Linked DNA regions of Arachis hypogaea: region 1 is linked to region 2. The links are chromatin contacts, called in public Hi-C maps. All regions are on one chromosome and are shown on one strand. Each heading gives the region's core, a stretch centred on a gene start, on an enhancer-like site or on the middle of the called end of the contact. The rest is flanking DNA. Distances are from core to core; before and after follow the strand shown.

The links. Hi-C and Micro-C count contacts between places; a contact is called where the count stands out from the background.
Region 1: a contact with region 2 is called in a Hi-C map of an unstated tissue, with 2.3 times the contacts expected there. The contact joins the enhancer-like site here to the promoter of LOC112795943 in region 2. A contact is called at or near these places in 4 of 8 Hi-C or Micro-C datasets (leaf and an unstated tissue).

The regions. Positions count from the first base shown.
Region 1 is chr4:5,284,135-5,291,322 of arahy.Tifrunner.gnm2.J5K5, reverse strand. No RefSeq gene overlaps it. Among protein-coding and RNA genes, the nearest start is that of LOC112795946, 16 kb to the left of the region's middle. Within about 2 kb of position 4,457, at least 3 of the 3 cell types and tissues checked have open chromatin away from gene starts, as enhancers often do.
Region 2 is chr4:5,207,512-5,214,042 of arahy.Tifrunner.gnm2.J5K5, reverse strand. It overlaps LOC112795943 (chitin elicitor receptor kinase 1), which reads left to right and starts at 2,757. Exons shown (of 12, transcript XM_025838165.3): 1 at 2,757-3,469; 2 at 6,033-6,066; 3 at 6,193-6,197; 4 at 6,299-6,454. The coding sequence starts at 2,815. It overlaps LOC112795945 (a long non-coding RNA gene), which reads right to left and starts at 2,400. Exons shown (of 3, transcript XR_003198996.2): 1 at 2,327-2,400; 2 at 2,085-2,245; 3 at 1,723-1,972.

The sequences.
Region 1 (7,188 bases), core at 3,208-5,707, 76 kb before region 2:
TTTAATAATAAATGGTTGAATTGCTATCAAATAAACTAAATATTTTATTTTCAAAATATCAACTAAAATAATATATTTACAAATTGAATACGTTAATTAAATCATTGTTTTAGTTGATATTTTAGGGTATATTTATAATTAACAATAATATAAAATATTTTAATTTTATTTTTTTAACAATGATTTAATACGGTTAATTAAATAATAATATTCTTACTTATTTAGTGAAACACAGTCTAATTTATTTTATTTTTAAATTACAAAATTAAATTTTTTGCAGTATTTATTTTTAAATCATTTAATTTATACTCAAATTTTATAATTTTAAATTAATATTCATTAATTTTAAAAATTATAAAGTATTTTTTTTCTAAAATCAAATATACATCACTAGCAATATAAACACATTGTATGACTATGTTTATTTTCATATTGCATACTTACTGCATATTACTAATTTTAAATATTTATTTTTTATTTAGTTAAATAAAAAACTAAATAAAAAATAAAACATAACAAATATACATCACTAACAATACAAGCACATTGTATGGCTGTGTTTATTTTTATATTGCACTTCCATCACACTATACACACTAAATGTGTTTGAAGGATTACAACGTGAATGGCTGCCCGTAAGTATATATGCCATATGCTCCTTTTTTTAACACCTTGATATTTATATAGTTGTAATATTAATTATAAGAACAAAATTTAGAAATTTGATGAAAATTATAAATTGGACTAGACAACATAGTTATTATATCACTCATTTTCTAACATAGTTACAATAAATCCTTGTAATCTTCAAATATTTGTTATGTTTCATTTTTTATTTAATTAAAACTAGTAATATGCAGTAAGTACGCAATATAAAAATAAATGTAGTCATAAAACGTGCTTATATTGTTAGTGATATATATTTGATTTTTGGAAAAAAAAAGTTGTCTTATAATTTTAAAATTAATAAATATTAATTTAAAATTAGAAAAAAATTGAGTATGAATTAAATGATTTAAAAATAAAAAAACTGTAAAAAATTAATTTTATAATTTAAAAATAAAATTAATTAAATTATGTTCCGTTAAATGAGTGAGAATGTTATTATTTAATTAACTGTATTAAATCATTGTTAACAAATTGATTCAATGTGTATTAGAGGATAACCAATTTAAAACAGTAAAAAGATATTTTATATTATTAAAAAATTAAAAATTCAATTTGTAAATATATTATTTTAGTTGATATTTTGAAAAATAAAATATTTAGTTTATTTGATAACAATTCAACCATTTATTATTAAATAAGAACTTATGAAGTAAGTTTTTTTTTCTTGAATTTATGAACTAAGTTAGTAATTTATGTCGGAGTATTAGTTAATGTATTAGTATTAAAATTTTTATTTTTAAAATATTGGATCATTCTTACATAATGTAAGTCCAATCACCCCAATAAATCTACTTATTTACCAAAAAATTTCAACTGTAACAAAAAAAATCCAATTGTAATAAAAATTAACAAGTTATAACCACTTCGATTTATACAAATTTTTTGTTTAATTACCCGACACTATCCTGTCAATTACTGTATGGGTAATGCTATTGTGCTGAAGGAAAAAATTTTCCTCATGTGCTGAAGAGGTGTGGCACTAGAACAAAGGTGACGCTAGTCTTTTATATTGATAGATAACTTTTATGTCAAAGCAGTATATGTTAAGATCATGAATGTTAATTATATTAGATTAATTTATTTTTAAGAATGATAATTTATTTGTTGGGCTTTATTGGTTTTGTAAAACGTTCAACTTTAAATTTTGTGTAAATATTATCTATCAGGTAGAAATTAGTCCATGAAATAATAAACTAAAATAATTAATAATAACAAAAATAATATTTTTTTAAAATAATAATAATAATAATAATAATAATAATAATAATAATAATAATAATAATAATAATAATGCCTAATAACAGGAAAGAGTTAGGATATCACCCCCCAAATCTTTCTTTTTTTTGCCAAAATTTATATATATATTTTCATAATTAATTTGTATAATAATAAAAAATAAAGATATTTTTAGTTTTAAAAAAATATTCAAAATTAATTATTAGTATTATTTTTATTATATTTTTTTATTTTTGATTTTATATTTTTCATAAAATTAGTAAATGAAAGTCTATTGGATAATTAAAATTTGTGCTGAAAAATTTTGGTTTTATTAAATTAGATGAAACGTATTTAAAAAAATTATATTTAACAAAACCAAAATGTTGCAGAAAAAATTTTAATTGTTCAATAGATTTTCATCTAATTTTATAAAAAGATATAAACTCAAAAATAAAAAAAAAACAGAGTAAAAATAACATTATTCATTAGTTTTGAATAATTTTTTTTTTAAGAAGAGACAAATTTAAAAGAGAGCAAGCATAATTCTTTTGAACAAAGTTAACAATTTTAAATATTTAAAGTTATTATATATTATATAATTTTATTTGAAAAATAGAATAAGTAATTATCTTAAATAAATAATTAAATTATTAAACTCAAAAGCAAGTAATAATCTTTAAATTGAGATAAATATTATTTTCAATCATTTTTCGATTAAATAAATTTCTAAAATTTTTTAAATTTAAACTTTTTTCTCTCTTTTTAAATATTTTTTCTCTTAATTTTCACACTTATTATCATATAAAAATATTTTAATATTTATAATAACTAAAATTTTTTTACATATTATAGTACATGCATGAAAGTAAATTATTTTAAATTTTATTTATTTTTCTCATGATATTAAAATTATAACATATTAAGTAACTTCATTAAAATAATTATATTTTATTTAAAAATATATTTTAAATGCATATAACAAAATTATTAGAATAATTTATTTATATTATTTTATAACATATTTATTTATGATATGAAACATAAAAATATAACTTATTGTTACAATAATATTCAACAAAATAAACTAATAAAAAATAGATAATTTTTTATATTTTATTGAACCCAAAATAAAAAAATTATAAGAATTAAGATAATTTTTTATATAACAAACACTTATTAATATCTTTTAATTAGAAAATATTAATTATGATTATATATATTACTAAATATATAATATTATATTTAATTATATAATATTTTAATTTTTAACTTATTTTTTATTAAATTTTTAGATTTGTTTCTGCTTTGAAAGTAAAAATATATTTATTATTATATAAGTTAAATATGAGAATATATATAACAAAAATATAGTTTTAAATAAAAATTAAATTATTATTATTATTATTAATTTGAAAGGATATTATTGGTGTTATTATTATTGTTTTAATTTATTATTTTATGGAGTAATTCCTATGATCTTACCTGTTGGATAATATTCACAAAAAAACCTAAAGTTGCCAAAATTTTTCAAAATTAATAAATCCTAATAAATAAATTATCATCATTAAAAGTAAATTAAACTAATATACTAAATATTCATGATGTTAATATATTATACCCATTTTACTTTAACACAAAATTTGTTTAAAGTATGAAAATAACACTGATACGTGTCACCACTTTTCTAATGCCATGTCTCTTCAGCACATAAAGAAAAATTTTTCCTTCAGCACGGTAGAATTTTTCCTACTGTATTCTGCTATTTTTATTTATTTTTTTATTTTTTCCGCCACACCAACAGCAATACGTATTTATTAGATAGCGTGACCACCTCATTTCAACACCTACTGAAAAATATTAGTTTTAGCAACATAGTGTGGCTATATATTTTTTGTAACTAAAAAAAAAAAAAATCCTACATGCAACCACAAAATACTAGAGAAACATGTGCTTAGCTATATCACCTATGAATTTATTATTTTGGATATAATGTGAGTAATGTCAATGAAATATATATTAAAAAAAGAGTGAGGAAGAAAAGAAAGAATTCGGTGTTGTTCTTGTATTATATTATTGATTAACTGAACTAAGGAACAATATTAATTTTAAAACTAAGAAATAAAATCACATGTGCTCCTATGCAATTAAATTTGAATCATTTTACTTGCGCATAATAAAAATAGAAAACGTGTGAACAAATATTTGGGCTTATCCTTAGACAAAGGGCCTGAATATTAAAATAATAATTATTATTAATCAACTCTAACTTACTAATATGCTTAAATAAGTGTTAAGAGATTGGATTCATGTCTTGTATATGTAGTAATTCATTGACCAACTACAAATTCATAATGGAACTGCGATTCTTATCGAATTAGTTATTATCTTGCCAAATTAAAGAATACCTAAGAAATAAAAAGATTATTATTTGAAGTAATTCTATATAAGTCAGATTTTTTTTTTTAAAAAGTACGGATATGAATTTTTTGTTTATTGAAACGGATCCTAAACCCAAAGAAAGAGACTAGATACAAAGGAACAGGGTGCATCCGAATTCCTGGGTCTGAAATCTGACTAGTTCTGAATGTCTATATTGTTTTATTTAAAAAAAAACCTATTTTTGGATGGTATGTATGTTAATATTTTGGACATTTCTGGGCCGAAGCCTAATTAGGATGATTATACTCTCTTCTTGAGGAAAATTATAAATAGAATGGATTAGGTTTGGGCCAGTTTCTCTATCCTCATTCAACAGACTATCTGGGCTTAAAGCTTGGTTTGTGGTTGACGAAAAAGCCTGGTTTGGGATTTTTTTTATTAAATTTTTAAATAATAATTATTATGAAAAAATACGTCTAATGTATTAATAAGTGTTCCTATCAAATAGTAAAACATGACTTACTCAATAATAATGTTAATGGTTTGCTATTTTATGACCATATTTCTTTTATTATTTTATTATAATGATCATAGAATATTATAGCATATATAAGTGATCATTTAGATTACTAATTCGTAGACAACGTAAATTATCTATAATTTATATTATGTTATATCAAACAAGATAATGTAGTAGATTTAATTTTTTTTTGTTTCCTACGGTATCTCCCAACTCGACAGGTCAAGGATTAATTCGTTGCGGATCTGAGCTCCATTTAAGGGTCTGTCGCTGGCCAATGCCCAATGAATTGCTGCATGCACAAGACAGGATTCGACACTTGTTTAAGCGGACGAGTGAGATGACCACTAGACCAACCCAAGTTGGTTAGTAGACTTAATTAACTTAAGTAAAATAGACTAATACGACAATATAAATAGATTGCACCTTAGCTTGTAAACACTATATCTATTCAAAGGATTTTTTTTTAATATTGGGCCAAAGGTGGTGTTACCCACCAAAATGATCCAACTGAAAAATTTAACGGCGCTATGAAAAAAAGTCAGATGTCGTAAAGAAGACGTTAACGCCGTTTTGTGGAAAACGTCACTGACGTGTTGATGAAAACGTCACTGATATTTTGTTGTGCATAATCAATACGTGGCAGATTCCTCTCTCTTCTCACACGTCGATGAAAACGCCAATTCTCTTTTTTCTTTATTCTTTCTTCTTCATTTTATAGTCTTCGTTATTCATTCTGTTTGAAGAAGTTGAAAGTTGCCATTTTCTTACCCCACATTCTCACAACAAAAAAGGGGCAGCCCCACATTTTCGTAACAAGAAAAATGGCAGCCAGTGAAAGATTAAAAAAAGTTAGTATTTTAAACGTTTTATTAGTAGTTAGTTAGGGTTAATTCTATTGTTTTGAACTAAAAGTTAAAAAAAAAGAAAACAGTATATAATATTTTTAAAATAATTTTTTGTTACGTAGATAAATAAATTAATTATTAGTTGATTATGAGTAATTAAAAAATATATTTTTTTTTGTTATAGTTATAGTAATAGTATTAATTGTTAGCGTTGATAAATTATGTTAGTGTATATTATTCGTTAAATGTTAGTATATATATTTTTTTAATTATAATTTTATTTAATTAATTTTTTTAAAAAACAGGATTTTTATTAATTTTAGTTTGAATTTATATAATTTATATAAAAACCAGGTCGCTTTAGAATTTTAGTTTTGTTTTAATTTTTACTTTTTTTGAGAAATAGACGTTTTCAGTAATTTTAGTTATATTTTAAATAATTTATTAAAAAATTTTAATAATTTTAGTTTTATTTAAAATAATTGATTTCAAAATAGAATTATTTATTTAATTCGGATATAATTTTTTAGTGATTTAGGTTTTTAGGTTAAAATTTAACTAAAATATATAGCTTTGATTATTATTTAATGAGTATGGGTTATTTTTAAAAAAAATTTATATAAAATATTAGATGTTTCCATTTTTATTAGTTTAAATTTTTAGTTTATATATGTAGTGCGTGAAGTTTTTAATAATAAAAATGTTTTTTTTTGTTTAAGGATAAGAAAAAACAAAGAAAACACACTAAACACTAGGGACGTAGTCCCATTGCAACAACATTGTTAAATCTTTTCAAGACTTATTCCATTTCAATTGCTATATGCAATTAGATGCTACATATTTAGCCAAAGCATCAATAATTTGGTTGGCATCTCTTTAAATTAGATTGACTTCTGCTCTCCAATTCCAGCTTAAGACCTCTTTGATTTTAGTCATCAAATCATTATTAGAACTTTGCACTTGGTTGTTTCTATCGTTAACAAGGATAAAAGCATCCAAACAATCCGTTTCGCAAGTGACCTCTCTAAACCCAACTTCCCATGCTAGAATTAGCCCTCATCAAATTGCAAAAAGCTCGCTTCGAAGAATAGTAGCATGTGGTAAAGAACCAGCACAACCACACAACCAAGAGCCATTATAATCAAGCAGTACACACCCAAAACTAACAAATTCACCAAATATACTAGCATCACAGTTTACTTTAACCGAAAATTGGGTAGGAGGAGACCAAGAAAGCAGCAAATAAGAAGGAGTAGACACATGATGTATAAATAAGAACTTATGAAGTTCAAATTGAGAAGCATGAATGAGATCTATAACCTTACCCATTCTCCATGGATTAGCTGGATTAAAAACATCATTGTTACGATCCCTCCAAATTTACCAAATAGTCGTCGAGAAGAGGAAGGCATTGGAATTCATGCCACTGCGCAACCAGCAATCTAACTGTTGACCGTGAACTTCCAAATTCAAACTATGCCAGATAGCTTTGGCCTTGGGGCACTCACAAAGACAGTGAGAAATCATTTCAGGTTCAGCATTACATCGAGGGCA
Region 2 (6,531 bases), core at 1,508-4,007:
CATACTATTGTTAACCACCCTTTTGCAATACACGGTTAGTTGAGTCATTTAAAAAATAGTTAGCGGCATCTCTATTCTATATAATTAAGGCTGGAAGTAAGTTAAATTACACCAAACTCAAGTTCGGTTCACTAAAATTTAATTTAACTCACAGCTTGACTTGTTAACAATGAGTCTATTATTTCACAAGTTCAAACTCGGCTCATCAACAAAAGTTTATGAGCCGACTTTTCTTTCGAATAATGCTCTTCCTTTTCATATGCATTCGTAAGATCATCTTCCAAATTCAGAATATTCCTCTTATCCGCTGTTTCTCCTTTCTCCTTCTCTTGTTCCAGCTTGTTTTCAATTTCCTCAATAATTATCTTTGAATTATTGTTGTTGTTGCTCCATGTAAATTTACTCCCAATATACTACTAAATAACATTGCTTATCATCCATTCATATTCATCCTTGTCATGTGTTCAAAATAGATTGCGTGCCATGCCAAAGATCATTTGATTTGATTTGCTACAATCATTATTATGCCTTCTGTTAATTACTACATCATTCACCTTTGGACCCCAAGAAGTGCATGGAAGAAACAATGCATTCCCTCTTAAAAATGTTAAATGTATAATCTTTGAGATCGTGGCGGCACACACGTGACCCTCGTGGATTAACTCGCCTAACCTAAGAAAATGGTTTTTTTTGTTTTTTGAGTTAACCTAACCAAAATGGTATCATCGGAATGAATTTGTTCAAGGTTTAACAATGCATTCCCTCTTTATTTTTTGGGGGGATAACATAAGGGGCCTAAGACCCAAAGAAGAATGATATTTTTTGGACTGGGAAAGACATTGTTTAACAAGTGATGTCTCACGTCCAAAGAAAACAAGTGATGTCTACTGCACTTCTTTTTGTATAAACGCGTTTTTGGGGGGATCCTGGGTCTGGACACTTGAATTTACGTCAATTTATTTAATTTGAAACGAAAAACCTCAATCGATACTGAGCGTAGAAGCCCAATAGACATTGCAGTAAGACCAAAGTCAAAAATAAAAATAAAAATAGCTAGTTTGCAACTATGCATACAGATAAAAGAATTCTTTGTTTTGTTTGTTTGTGACTTTGTGTTGGGTTTTTGTTTTGTTTGTATTTTTGGTATCTTTGGGCCTATGACGCTCATTCGTATATCAGCAATGGGGGAATTCATGCCTCAAGTGATCTCCATCACTATGTTGAGGTAATGCCTTCTGCTGATCTGCTTAATCTCCATTCAAGACTAAATTTTCACACTGTTCTCTAAAATTTACGATTTTTATTATTTTAATTTATTAGATTCAAAATTTATTATATTGGTCTTTGAGATCTAATTTTAGGCACTATATTGATTCTTGGATTCTTTTTAGCGTTAAGTCAATGAACGAAATACTGAGCTATCAAATAGTATCTTTTGATTTTAGCTCTTAAATAAGATAAAAACGAAGTTATTTTTGAAGAATAAAGCGAGATATAATAATTTGTATATCATATAAACTCTTCTTCCTCTTTTTGTTTTTACCTTGTTTAAGTGGCAAAACAAAATGATGCTCTTTAGCCATGTGTCTAGCATGACAAGTCGGAGCCAATTCATTATTTAATTTGCTGATTCAATACTAAAAAGGGTCCAAGGACCAATATAGTGGCCACAACTAAATCTCGAGAATCAGTATAGATAATTTTAAATTTGATGGACTAAAATAATAAAAATTGTTAATTTAAAGGACTACTTTAAAGATTTAGTCCTCCATTCAAGTTTGATGTGAGATACACATTTTTCACACAACTATCTTGTGCTTTTCTGGTAAAGAAAGCAGAAACAAATGCATTTACTGCAATTATATATCTTAACCCTTTTGCTCTTATATGCAGCAACAGAGTGACAAGAAACAATGAAGCTTGCACATCGTTGTTGGGACTATTCACTTCTCAGTTTCAACAGGAGTGGTTTCTGCAATAAAGGCAGGAACAATCAGTTGCATTTATATATATGGTAATTTGAATAAATTTTAGCATTATCATCAACATTCTGAATACAATGAAAACGTTATTGAATTACAAACCTTAAAAGCTAGGCGCTTCAAGTTGTTCCATTCAAAATCATTTTTGCAGTACCTATAATAATTCAAGTAGCTCGGTAGACGTGGTTAACTAAGTTCTTATGTCTTGATGATTCTCTCATCATACTGGCACAGAGAATTTGTCCCCATCTTTCAACGAGTGTCTGCTCAAGGAAATCATCAACATTATTACAAAATTGAACACATGAGAGCATGTAATAAAATCTGTTGAGTATGATATATACCATTACAAAATTTACACACAGATAAAACTTGAGAAATTTTTATCCACTTGAAGTATACTGTATAAGGTTCTAACTGATTTAAGTGTGAAATTCGCTACCATCTCCATTTTCTTTATAATACCTAGTTTGATAGCGTTTTAGAAAGCGACATTTTTCTCCTTTTATTTATTCACATTGTACTAACCTTTTGTAACTATTAAACATTTGAAAATCGCCCATTTGGAGTTACGCTTGCTTCCCTTTCCAGATGAAGCTTAAGTAGTCATATTCTCCACGCAAACATCCAATTTTAAATTAAACATGACAATGCTTCAAAACAATTTAAATAAACACAAATACTAAAATATTAGCAATTTTTTGCTAATATTAACAATATATTAAATTTTATATATTCTAGTAATTTTTACATAACACATATAAATTAGTTATATTTATATTCGTCCAAGGTCCAACTTCTCAACGATTTTTCCATTCCCATAAGCACAAAAATGAGCAGAAAGCCAAACGCAAGAAAACAGCAGCATGTTCCATTGATTGATCTCCATATTCTCTGTTATCTTCTCTTGTTCCCTGCCACAACCACAAAATCCGAAGCTAAATGCAGTTCTGGGTGCAACCTTGCACTAGCTTCCTACTACCTATGGCCAGGAACAAACCTCACTTACATCACCACCATCTTCGGAAAACCACAGTCAGAGATTCTGAAATACAACCCTGAAATAAAAAACCCAGATTCCATTGATAAGCAAGAAAGGATCAACGTTCCCTTCTCATGTGACTGCTTGAACGGTGATTTCTTAGGTCACACTTTTTCATACGAAACACATCGCGGTGACACGTACAATAACATTGCTCATGTTGCTTTCTCAAACCTCACAACTGAGGAGTGGCTGAGTAGGGTTAATAGCTATCCAGCTTTAAACATTCCTGATGGTGTTCAGATCAATGTCACTGTAAATTGTTCCTGCGGAGATATACATGTGTCTAAAGATTATGGATTGTTTGCCACGTATCCCCTTAGGATCGGCCAGGATTTGAAGACGGTGGCGGCCGAATCCGCCGTGCCGGCCGAGTTGCTGCAGAGGTACAATCAGGGCTCTGATTTTGGTGCCGGGAATGGGATTGTTTTTGTGCCGGCCAAAGGTACGTGTAACTGTATTTTATGCATTTTTCTTATGCAACTGGTCATATATAAAATAGAGAAAAATAAATTAAGTAGTAAAACATAAAATCATAGTAATATTTAAATTATAATAAAATCATCAGATCTAATATACATTTTATAAAATCGATTAACTCACTTAAAATAATAATATAAAAAATTTTAAAAATTGAATTAAATTTTTAACTTTTATAATTTTAAATTTAAAAACATTTGAACTTTTAGTGATAACACATAAAAATAACAAATTAAGATGAAAAGACATGTTATCATGTTATGTTAACTAATATAGTTAAATATGTTAAATTATTTAACTGCTTTTAATAATTATTTTATATAAAAATATCTTCAGACAAATAGTTGCACTTTAATAAATAAATAAATAAATAAATAGAAAATTGGTTCCAATTTTGGCCTTTCAACTGTATGTGAAGTTGTATTTTTTGTGCGCTTAATTATTATTAGGTATAGCTCTAGTTTGGCTTTGGCCAGATTCACAAAAAAGTTTTGGGAGCGAATAAAATATTTATAAAATATGTATAATGAGCTATTGAATTAAAAGATGAACATCATCTATATTTTATATTATCTAAAATAATAATTCGAATATTAGGATAATAAACATTTGATGTTATAAAATCACTTATCCTAAAAATTTAAATTAATTTTACACTAAAAATCAAATTCTTACCTTTTGGATATATCATGATACCATACTTCCTCTTCACAAAATTCTCTTTTAATTTCAAGGCAGATCATGTATGGTGTGGAAATTATTTTTTGGTTTATATATTTGAGAAACCGTTTGCTTGAAATTGAATGGTGTTTTAAGTTTGTACATGAGTTTCAAACATCTTTAGTGAAGGTTGAGACTTCCTCGCCGAGACGGTGGTTTCTCGCCTTTGGTGAGGGTTACGACTTCCTCTTCTTTCGTGAGGTCCAAACAGAATGTCTACGTGCATTTTTTTTTTAATTAAAAACGTATATTTAATTATTTCAACGAATAAGAGGCATATATTCTCCTTTTGATTCAGTATATTCGGCCGTTTTGGAAAACAATAATTTCGACCATAATTGTTAAAATTGGACGAGATGGATCAGTTCAACTGAAAAAATTCGACTGAAAATGGGTGAATCCAATTTTAAATTAGTCCGGTCTAACATTCTAACTATTTAAGGAAGAAAAGAGATTAAAATCAGTCAACATTAACAAAAAAGCCTCCTCCATAATTCTTTTTGTGCCACGGGATCAAATTGGTTTTCATTATATTTGTTTTTTCTAAGTACATAACATATTTAAATTAAATTATATTTTTAAATTTTATATTTATTAATTATAATTAAACAATTCAATTAATGACTCACTAATTAAATTAGTAAATTAATAGTTTAATCGATTCGATTACGGATTTGTTGTTGACAATTATGATCTCCACAACTATCAACTTACAGAAATAAAAAATACATTTTAATTTTATTTTATTAACGGCAATCATTAGTCTAGCAATGAAACGAAATAATGGAATGAAAAAAATCTTGCTGGTGTATTATTTTTATGATCCCTTCTGATAATAGGTTTGGAGACCGAGAGTTGTTAAAATAATAATAATAATAATAATAATAATAATAATAATAATAATAATAATAATAATAATAATAATAATAATAATAATAATAATAGAGATCACGCTTCGTTCATATTTGTCCGCTTCTTATTTAGCCTGACGATAATTTCTTATGAAACAAAACAAATTGACATAGATCAGAATTGCAATAAAATTTGTCACTTCGTCAAGAAGATTTATTGTTTGATATTATATGTAATTTTATTATACTATTGTTGATATTCATCAGTTCAAAATGGTATAATCTCTTCATACTTATTTACAAATTGCATATTTGAGTCTTTCTATTATTTTTGGTCAAAATAAAAAAAAATCTATCAGCTCTCTTGAAAACCAAAATTTTTCACCTTTGTTGCTAAAGTTATTTATTTGGCTGTTAACTAATAATGTTTAAAAATATAGGTTAAAAATATTATTAAACTGCTTGACAAAATAAATTGTATTGATAATTAAAAATATTAATAAAAATAATAAATTCTGTTATTAATCTTAAATTCCAATACTCCAGTCTAATAAATATCATATTTATTTAGTATAGAAGAAACATGATGTCACTAACAATAATATTACCTGGACAGGCGGCTAAGCAGGTATATTTTAGTTTAATAAAGTTAGAAGATAATTTCAGTTGGCAGTATTTCCTTTTAGAACACCTAATGAGTGAGAATTAATATCAATTAAAACATGTGTAGTTTAATCATTATATAATTTCAGTTTATGTTAATAAAATTATAAATCATTCAAATAATAAACGCATATACTTGGTGTATTCATTTTTTCTTATATATAGATATGACATGCAAATCTTTTAATTGAGATCAACTTTGTCTTAAAAGAATTGTCAAGTATTCTGTGATTGATTTTCTACAGAAAAAAATTGTATGCATTAATTGCTGATCTTTTGTGCTTTTAAATGCAGATGAAAATGGAAAGTTTCCGCCACTGCCATTGGGGTAGGCTTATAGTTTGGCCAATTTAGGTTTTAACATTATTCCATTCTTTGCAATGAGTCAATTCTGTTCTAAGTTTTTCTAATAACTGCAACATTTATACCTTTTTTTTCTCTCTCTCTTTTGCAGATCAGGTGATGCTAACACTCTTTAAGTGTGGTCATAAGTAATCATGGTGAGTGATTTTGCTATGAGGTGGTAACATTGTTGTTGTTGTACCAATTTGTTTAAACAGGAATCTCTGGTGGAGCCATTGCTAGCATTATTGGAGGTGCTGTTGCTGGATTATTACTATTGGCACTTGTTCTCTATTTTGCTCTATTTAGAAGAAAGAAAGTGGTGGCTGAGGTGTCCCTTCTCCCTCATGATCAATTCACTCAACTCCAACATGGTACCCTTTCTTAGCTTGTTTTCTTTCAATGCTATAATGTTTCTCAAGCATTCATGCTTTATTTTACTTAATGATTC